Regions from separate parts of the Mus musculus genome. Here regions 1 and 2 are each linked to region 3. A link is a contact called in public Hi-C and HiChIP or PLAC-seq data. All regions are on one chromosome and are shown on one strand. Each heading gives the region's core, a stretch centred on a gene start, on an enhancer-like site or on the middle of the called end of the contact. The rest is flanking DNA. Distances are from core to core; before and after follow the strand shown.

Evidence for each region. A called contact is a pair of places that touch in the nucleus more often than the background predicts. HiChIP or PLAC-seq counts read pairs in DNA pulled down with a chosen protein or histone mark.
Region 1: an H3K27ac HiChIP or PLAC-seq map of heart atrium shows a contact between it and region 3, with 9 times the contacts expected there. The contact joins two enhancer-like sites. A contact is called at or near these places in 8 of 484 Hi-C or Micro-C datasets (the C2C12 cell line, LSK cells, adipose-derived mesenchymal stem cells and 4 more), 3 of 115 datasets of contacts at active chromatin or transcription factors (cardiomyocytes, embryonic stem cells and heart atrium) and 1 of 9 other capture datasets (embryonic stem cells).
Region 2: a contact with region 3 is called in a Hi-C map of the N1E-115 cell line, with 7 times the contacts expected there. The contact joins two enhancer-like sites. A contact is called at or near these places in 5 of 484 Hi-C or Micro-C datasets (the N1E-115 cell line, cerebral cortex, cortical neurons and 1 more), 6 of 115 datasets of contacts at active chromatin or transcription factors (SST interneurons, embryonic basal ganglia, embryonic forebrain and 3 more) and 2 of 9 other capture datasets (embryonic stem cells and pancreatic islet).

Annotation. Positions count from the first base shown.
Region 1 is chr16:42,676,141-42,678,840 of GRCm38.p6, reverse strand. No RefSeq gene overlaps it. Among named protein-coding and RNA genes, the nearest start is that of Gm29960, 25 kb to the right of the region's middle. Within about 2 kb of position 1,345, at least 48 of the 459 cell types and tissues checked have an H3K27ac peak or open chromatin away from gene starts, as enhancers often do. A contact at or near this core is called in heart atrium, where this site is marked.
Region 2 is chr16:42,744,868-42,747,709 of GRCm38.p6, reverse strand. The region is part of intron 1 of 4932412D23Rik (RIKEN cDNA 4932412D23 gene); the gene reads left to right. Among named protein-coding and RNA genes, the nearest start is that of Gm29960, 94 kb to the right of the region's middle. Within about 2 kb of position 1,314, at least 69 of the 459 cell types and tissues checked have an H3K27ac peak or open chromatin away from gene starts, as enhancers often do. A contact at or near this core is called in the N1E-115 cell line, SST interneurons, cerebral cortex and 1 more, where this site is marked.
Region 3 is chr16:42,275,300-42,278,045 of GRCm38.p6, reverse strand. The region is part of intron 2 of Gap43 (growth associated protein 43); the gene reads left to right. Among named protein-coding and RNA genes, the nearest start is that of Mir6540, 27 kb to the left of the region's middle. Within about 2 kb of position 1,400, at least 50 of the 459 cell types and tissues checked have an H3K27ac peak or open chromatin away from gene starts, as enhancers often do. A contact at or near this core is called in the N1E-115 cell line, SST interneurons, cerebral cortex and 2 more, where this site is marked.

The DNA of each region.
Region 1 (2,700 bases), core at 96-2,595, 400 kb before region 3:
AAAAAAAATATGTCCTGTTGAGTGATTTTCATGTTGGAACAACCTTTAAGTTTTGTGGTATATAATCATACTTTTATATTTTGTTGGGATCGGTTTACTAGTGTTCAAAAGAATGACATTTGCATCTGGGTTTATGAGATATTGGTCTGTACTTTTGACATTCTTATTTGTTTTTAGTTCTGGAATAATATTGTTTCATAGACTTCAAATATTTTATCAGGAGAATGATGCTAAAGACTGACTTGGTCAACAGCAAGGGTGCTTTTTGTTTGTTTGTTTTTTGTTTGTTTGTTTGTTTTTGTTTTGTTTCTGCATTTCATACCAAAGAGTGATGCACAAATTAGAAGGGGACGAAACATGCAACCTGGAAAATGGGTATGTAGGTAATGGAAGGGACCAAGTTGGAAAAGATGAGGGTCAGAAGTGAGGTGTAGGAACAAACATTGAAGAAACATGTTAAATACAGCATGTTTTAAGATATTTGTGTTAAGTACTATTTGTATCTCCTATAACTTATCTCTTAATGGCATTTGCAGCATAGCTAGCTACAAAAGCCTTTGGCTTCTTTCAGTTTCATATTTGCTGGCACTGCTGCTTGCTCTACATCCTTAGCATCAGCCAAACTATTCTCTTTGCTGGTTTTACAGGTGAGACTAAATTTTAGAGAAGGGACTCTGTTTAAAAACCCAGGTGAAAAACAGAAGAAACAAGGAAAGAAAGACTACAAATGCATACATAATACTGCCTCACGATATTCCAGATAAGCACAGGATATGTTTCTGAACCCTAGTTAGTCATTGGGTAAGAAAACTTGGCTTGAATCTGTGTCCTATAACGGCCAAAACAGAAACTACTATTTTTCCTTCTCTCTGTGCCTCTGTACTATGTTCCATGTTCATATCAAAACAGACTATCTGTAAAAATCAACAAGTCTTACAAGTACTTTATAAGTCATCTGTGGTAGAAATGATTTCATGTTTATTAGGAGTTCCTCCTTAGGAAATTAAATAGCATAGAAGAACAAAGTTACTTTTCACTTCCTCAGACTATGAAGGCATGGAGGAAGTCTGCATTCTCCATGTTCAGCCTCAAACATTTAGCATCTTGGGTGAGACATTGGCTCTTCCTTTTTCTCCCGAAGAGCACAAATGAGGATTTAGTCTTCTCTAGTTTCCCCACTTTTCAACCATAGATTCAAGTGGGAATGAGGAGTTATAGGATACTCTGCAGGGCAAACAGGTCCATACACATAAAGCCTTTCAAGCCATGCTATACACAGTATCTGCTGTATTAATGTTTGCTGTGGTTATATTATCCCTTCCCAGTTACACATAACCTTCACAGCTCGCTATTGTTTGCGTCCATCTGGAGTTACTCATTTCCTGCCTGACTTCAGTCACATCTGCTGCAGGCCTTTAACATTTGTGAATTTGACATTTGTGAGCTCAAGCATTCTAAATCCACCCAAATAGTCATGACTCACTGAGATTTGAAATTTTCTTCAAGCAAAATTTGTCTCAACTTAATCTGGAAGGACCGAGCCTGCAGAACTTAGTCAGTGAGTGGATGTTTTGCCACATCCACTTTTCCTGTGCCGTTGTTGAATCTTGTTCTATGCGGTGGTGATCTGAAGGCAACCCAGACAGGGAAGACTATTGCAGTATACGTTTGGCTGTTGATTCATACCCTCGCTGCACTTCAGAATGTATGATGTGCCTTTGTATTGTGACCGAATGTCATTTCAGCTTTCACAACAACCACTCCAAAAGACAGGCCACTGCACACACACAATTCTGAATACAATTGTGAATAATTTAGATGAGAAGAAAACTGGGGAGTGTAGTTAGAATCTGATTGTCTGGGGAGGTGGGGAAATCTCGTAAAAATAATGCAAAGGCTTGGACTGAAGGAGGAACAACAGGATGTATGAGTAAGCTTTGCTGATGTAAAGGGAAGTGTGACGCTCAGAGATATGGAGTAAAGAGAAGACAAATAAATGTTCCTGGCTCAGATCTTGAGAACAGCTTTAGAGTCACTGGAGCTGTCCAGCAATGGCAAAGTTTAAGTGTGGGGGACACTGAAAATATTTAAGCAATGGCTAGAGAGTTCTTGGCCAAGAATTCATGGCCACCTGGCCTTGCTCCTGGAGCACCATCTACTTGTACAGACGAAGAACATTAGCTCTACACAAAGACTCCAAATCTCTCTCTGTCAGAGAGGAAGTGCTGTACCTAGGATTAGCTCTTCCTGTTTCCTGTATCTTTCTATGTCATTTCCGATTTTCTAAGGGGCTTTGGATGGAGGTTTCATTTGATTGGCATTTACTCTTGGCTTTATCCCAGGATATGACTTTCAGCAGTCTCCTGGAAATGGTTGACCTACCTAGTCTTTGGTTCGGTTCCTAACATCTCTGTAGTTTGGAACTGTTCACCAAGGAGAAAAAGAAAGGTACACACCATTGTAAATGTAATGACCAAATGAAGGAATATGATTTCTGTCATTTTTAGGGACCTATTCTTTTATCTTTTAAGTGAGGGACCAAATGTGAAAAGATATTGGGCTGGATTGTCTTTATGGGCAGGCTTATATCATTGTAAGATGTGTATTTGTACGTATTTGGAAAACCAGACTTTTGATAAGGGTTAGAAAGATAATATGATCACAGAAAGTACAAAGAGATGAAGGGAAACGTTGTCTCCC
Region 2 (2,842 bases), core at 65-2,564, 470 kb before region 3:
TGAATTGCAATTATAAAAACAAAACCAAATGGTGAATACTCAGCATGCCATTCTGAGGACTTCTTCCTGTTCCAGAGCCTGGGTTTGCCTTCCCCTTTGTTTCTTATCCTCTCTGAACCCTAAGGCTATTTCTAATGAGAATGCTTATCACACAGCATTTTGGTGTCCACTCACTTACCCACCTCGGTCACTTGACTCTAACTATCCCAGAGGAAGATGCTGTAGCCAGAAATGGTTCTAAGATGAATAAGTGGTTGAGCACAAAGAGAGCTAGAAAGCAACGAAAAGCGTTTGCATAAAGAGCTGAGATAGAATAATTCTGAGACGTTGTTCTGGAAGAGTAGACGTTAAATCTTCATTGTTGGGGTTTCTGACAGCTATTGGCATGAGGGGCAGGGTTCTATTGGCTGTTGCACTGTAACATTTTCCAAAGTAACCTTTTAGATCCTTTTCCTAAGGTCTCTCTGCCTTCCCCTGGATAATCAATACATAGATGAATCTGAAGGCTGCAGCTGTCTGAGTTTATTGTGCTGTTGTTACGCTTCGTATTTAATGATTCTAGTCTTCTGAGTGCATCCAGGAAATGATTCTGTACTCTATCTGGATCCTGTTCTTATTAGCATGGCCATCTTTCTTTCTTTCTTTCTTTCTTTCTTTCTTTCTTTCTTTCTTTCTTTCTTTCTTTCTTTCCTTCCTTCCTTCCTTCCTTCCTTCCTTCCTTCCTTCCTTCCTTCTTTCTTTCTTTCTTTCTTTCTTTCTTTCTTTCTTTTGTAAGGTGATTGTGTATTTTATATACTTATACCTATCTATGGCGTTTGACTACTGAAGGGTGGAAAGATGGCCCCCTTTTGACTTTTCTGGCTTTAAGCAGAAGTAAGATTATCAAGCCAAGAAAGTATATCCTAGAGGAATTCAGGGGTACGTGAATAAATAGTGTACTTTGGTGATAAACATTTGGAAGTGAAGTACTGTAAAAGCATATACATTCTGGTGGAAGAAGATGGGAGGTTTCTTTTTGACTCACTGCGGCTGTATTTTAATCTAACTAAAATTCTGGCATGCACAGGAAATCCCCAAAGCAAAGTGCCAGATGTCTTTTCAGGATCCTAGAGACATGGGATTCAGTGGGATTCGTTGCTAAGAAGATGATTCCCCCCTTCCATTCTTCACACTGATCTGACACCCGAGCGACAGGGAATTGATGTAAGCAGAGCAGGGATCTAACAATGTCAACTGTGCTGACATCATCCTAGCTGTGCAGGGCTGATGAGAATTTAGAACATCAAACACCCTCCGAAGGGCAGCGACCAGGTGTGACTCATTTCCCTGGAGAAGCCAGGGAGGAAGAGAGAGGGCAGGATTACTTCACACTGACACACGCTGCCTTTCAAACAGAGCTATCTGACTAGCTTTTCTGAGAACAGGAAAACATTCTTCTGTCTGTCTCCTCACTTCCCACCGGAAGCACTTTATATTCCAGTCTACCCAGCTTGCTATGCAGTAGAGTACTTTGACATCGTAATGTATGAAAATACACGTTCTCAGGATCATGAGGTTTTCTATTACATAAATCCAGCTATGAGAACGATTCAAAGGGTTTTGCTAGTCTCTTTTTCTCTCCCAGTGACATCAGGTGAGCTGTGCAGACACCACTGAAATAAAGAGAAGCTGAACAAAAGAGCACAGAATAGAGCTGCTGACACTGCTCTGCTGTTGCTAAATGAGGATAGCATTGCAGGTCCCTAACCGATTCTGCTGCTTAGATGGAAGGGGGAGGAAGTGGGCACAGTCAATGCTCAACAATTACTTCTTAGATAAATAATATAAAGAGCCTGTACATTTATGCATGGGTGCCAATATGCAGGCTACTATCTACTTTATGTCATTGGTTATTTGTCAGTTGGTTTGAAGAGTGAATAGATACTGAATCCAACAATATCTTCTGGTGTTAAGGTACAGTTTCCAAAATCTCTTCTTCGCAGAGAACGTTTCATTAGAACATTTGAGATGGGACAATTGAGCCAGTAAAGACTGTACATCAAAGCAGTCAAAATGCCCTCCAGTCGGATTAGTGTGTAATAGCAATTCAGGAGGTATAGTGAGCTGAATTATGATTGTGTCTCTTCAAAATGATCCCAGTGTGTCTTGACATTTTGTGGAATATTAGCTTATCTATTTCTTGAGTCAGTCACAACACAAGCAAACCAGGGACAATGCTTGTTGTTACCCTGCACTTGATACTTAAAATGCCAGTTATTCTCCCTCTTACTGTGCATGTTTAGAAAATGGCATATGCGGGACAGATCGTGAAGCATACTGGAATCAATGGGCATTGGCTGTGATTGGTATAGGTCGAACAGCACCAAATGCTGCATTACAGATCTGTAGGATGTTACTTGCACAATACAGATGCTTGTGAGGAAATAAGATGGGTGGCTTTTTAAGAAATATATATATATATATAATGATATAATGAATTCCAGGTTATTATAAGGTACTAAATCAATTTGTAAGGGAGATAAATTAAGCTAGCATGTTCCTAGAAAGAATCCTAAGTTTAGGAAGCAGATGTTGAGATGGGTAGGAAAAGAATTACATTTCACTTCTTATGCTTTGAGACCTACTTGGTAAAGATTTTCTCCGTGTGTTATGTCTCTGATCACTATTTTGGATATGGTAAGGCTGAGATTCGTGCAATAGTTAACAGTGCTGTTTCCTGGTGGTCGTTGATAATGAAGATCTATTGCATGGCTATTTTTGAAGTGGCTCTTAGAATCTTCTAGAATACACGAGAAGGGCTTCTCCACGTGTTGGAAGAGGTGTGATCATAGTAATCTTGGGA
Region 3 (2,746 bases), core at 151-2,650:
TGTGGTCAGCTAGAGAGAGACACATAATGATATACCGAGTCTCCTGAGAGTCGGAGGCTATTCTACTTGGCCTACTTTGGAGCTCAGCAACATTACCAAGTACTTACATTATCAGTGATGATTGAGCCTGGAAGTTAGCCAAGGCCACCAGGTAGTGAGGGTAGGATTAATTTAGGCTGCCTGTAATTGGTCCCTCAGAAACTGCAATCTAGGGATTTGATAGACAGAGTTGGAAACTCTTGAGAGAAATGGGTAATATGCTCTTTCTAGGTAAGTACAAGTATAATGATTTCAACTTAGATTTCAATCTTCTTAGGAAACTTAGATGTCACTTTGACCGAGGCATAGCGGGTCTCACAGAGTCCTTTCATCTCCTGGAATGGTCTGTAACATGTTTTACTGTGTGTCAATATGGATGAGAGTTTGGTCTTTCATCAGCTATTCAGCTGGGACCAGTTTTCAAAACTGTTCAGCCCACTGTACTCGAACAATCCCCAGGACGGGCTGTGCGTGTGTGTATTCTAATGAAAAGTGACGTGTCTTGTAGGATCACCTTGAACAGTCACATAATGAGTTAGGCTCATCGTGGAGGAGACAAGGTAACCCAAGGAGCTCGTTTCATTGTCATACAGATAACTTTCCTTTGCTAGCAGGTGTGACTTACGCAAGAGCTCTAGGCGTTGTAAAGAATACTGGTATATAAAAGTAAAAAGAAAAATGCTGTTGTTCAGTGTACAATCTGGAAGCAATGTAAGGCCTTTAAAAAGGAGCAAGCAAGCAAACAACAAGCAAACAAAACGAACTCCTGGCCCCAGAGCTATGTGAAAGTATGTGTTTGACTGGAAACACAGTCTAATTGCAGAGAGTAAGTTCAGATGTCACCAGGGTGGCAGGTATCTGAATGAAGGAAGTGAACTTAATTAGGCAACATTGCTATAGCACCAGGGAGGGGAAGGTGACTGTGTTAGACCTTAAAATGTTCAGACCTGAAGTGATTGGGGCTTTAAACTAAACAATGGCAGATGCTTTTGCTACATTAAAATAGTATGACAACTGATGTCATAGTATTTTATGGATTCAAAGGTCTTAGATATAAGATAAGACCTTATCCTATAGAGATAAGGCCACTGCAAAGCATTACCTGCTCTCGAAATCCATTTCACAATGTAACATTAATTTTAGTTCATCCACTCCCATGACTTCATGACTTTGGTAAACAATATTTCTAGACTTAGATTTTGGTTACCTTTAAAAGGACTTAAAAATACAATTAACTTCAGAAAGGCTTCAAAGTAGGACCTTGCCACAGCAAATCGTTCCTGAACCAATTGTGTGCTTTGCTTTGGATTCGTGGCTGGTCCGCAGACCTCAAGGTCGGGAACAGTATTACTCTGTTGCCCTCTGCTGGGGAAAAATGGGAAGTTCACCAAGAAACAATGGCGCCCAGGCCTTTTCAACGCAAGGAATTTGGGTGACACTGAAGTCCAAAGCAGCCTTCAGGCACATTCATTTAATGCTGATCACAGGCCTCCCAGTCAGGTACACTTCGGCATTATGTCTGTATTCCTTAAGTAAAAGGAGTAATTGGATTTTTTTCTGCAAGAGTGTAAAGCTAAATTTTAAAAGTAGTTCAGAAAAATAGTCCGGCTTTTTCCTTGGCTTGAGCGCTGGGGGCTCCTTTCCAGAGCACCGTGTGTGCTTCATCGTGGGTGGTGAACATCTTGCCACCAGAATAAACTAGGGTGGGGCTCCGAAGTCATTTCTAAGCTCTGTTCGATTTATTATTATTATTTTTAATGGCGAGGAAATGTGCATTGATACTCATGACTGATTTCTCTTGTCTCAAATTATCGAGTTAATGCCTTGGTGTTAAATTAGATTGAGAGTGTTCTCTTTGGTGTTCCTTTGGTTTTCTGCTCAGCTGACTTTTTTTCTCCTGCTAGAGGTGAAAGATTCTCTGTAATTAAGAAAGGGGTGGGGCGGGTGCTAAGAGATAAAGAGAGAGATGAGCTGTGAATTGTCACGTGTGCAAATTGATGACAAACTTCTCAAAGAAAACGATGGGAGCCAAGTGAGGTAAGAAAAAGGGACATTACATTCTAATGGTCCTTTTTTATTATTATTTTAAAGGATCAATAATATGTACATGATGCTCTGCCTGCGGTTTCCATAACAACCCGCCTCATTGAAAGACGGCAGGCTCCGCAAATCTCCAATTATCAGCCTTCCAGGGCTTATTAATGGAGCCGAGGATCCCAGTGAAGCAGGCAGCTCATTGTTGGCACGTGCCTGGTGGGCTGGCAAGAGGGTGGGAGCAGAGTGAAGTGGAACTGTGTAGCGAGCCAGCAGCCATTTGTCCCCTGTCGCTTCTGGGGGGTGGGGGGAGATGCAGCCACTCAAGAGACCTGAGCACATCTTCTGAAGCCTCCTGGGGCTGTACTGATGTGGCAGGCAGCTGAGGGCGGAGGGTGTAGACTGCCCTTTCAGCTACATACCAACCGTCATCCTCCTGTAGTAAATCTACAAGAATATAGTACTTGCTCCATTTGTCTATTGAAGTCCCATAATTTATTGAGGATTCTTCACAATAACAATTGTGACTCTGTTCCCAATGCTATCTATCCCAAGTCTTAATTAAAATGTGAAAACAACCTAATTCGTATCTGATCACTTCGAATTTGTCAGTCCTTGGTCTGACAATCATCTATTAGGTCCTTACGAAAAGTCATTGGAAGAGCAAAGGACT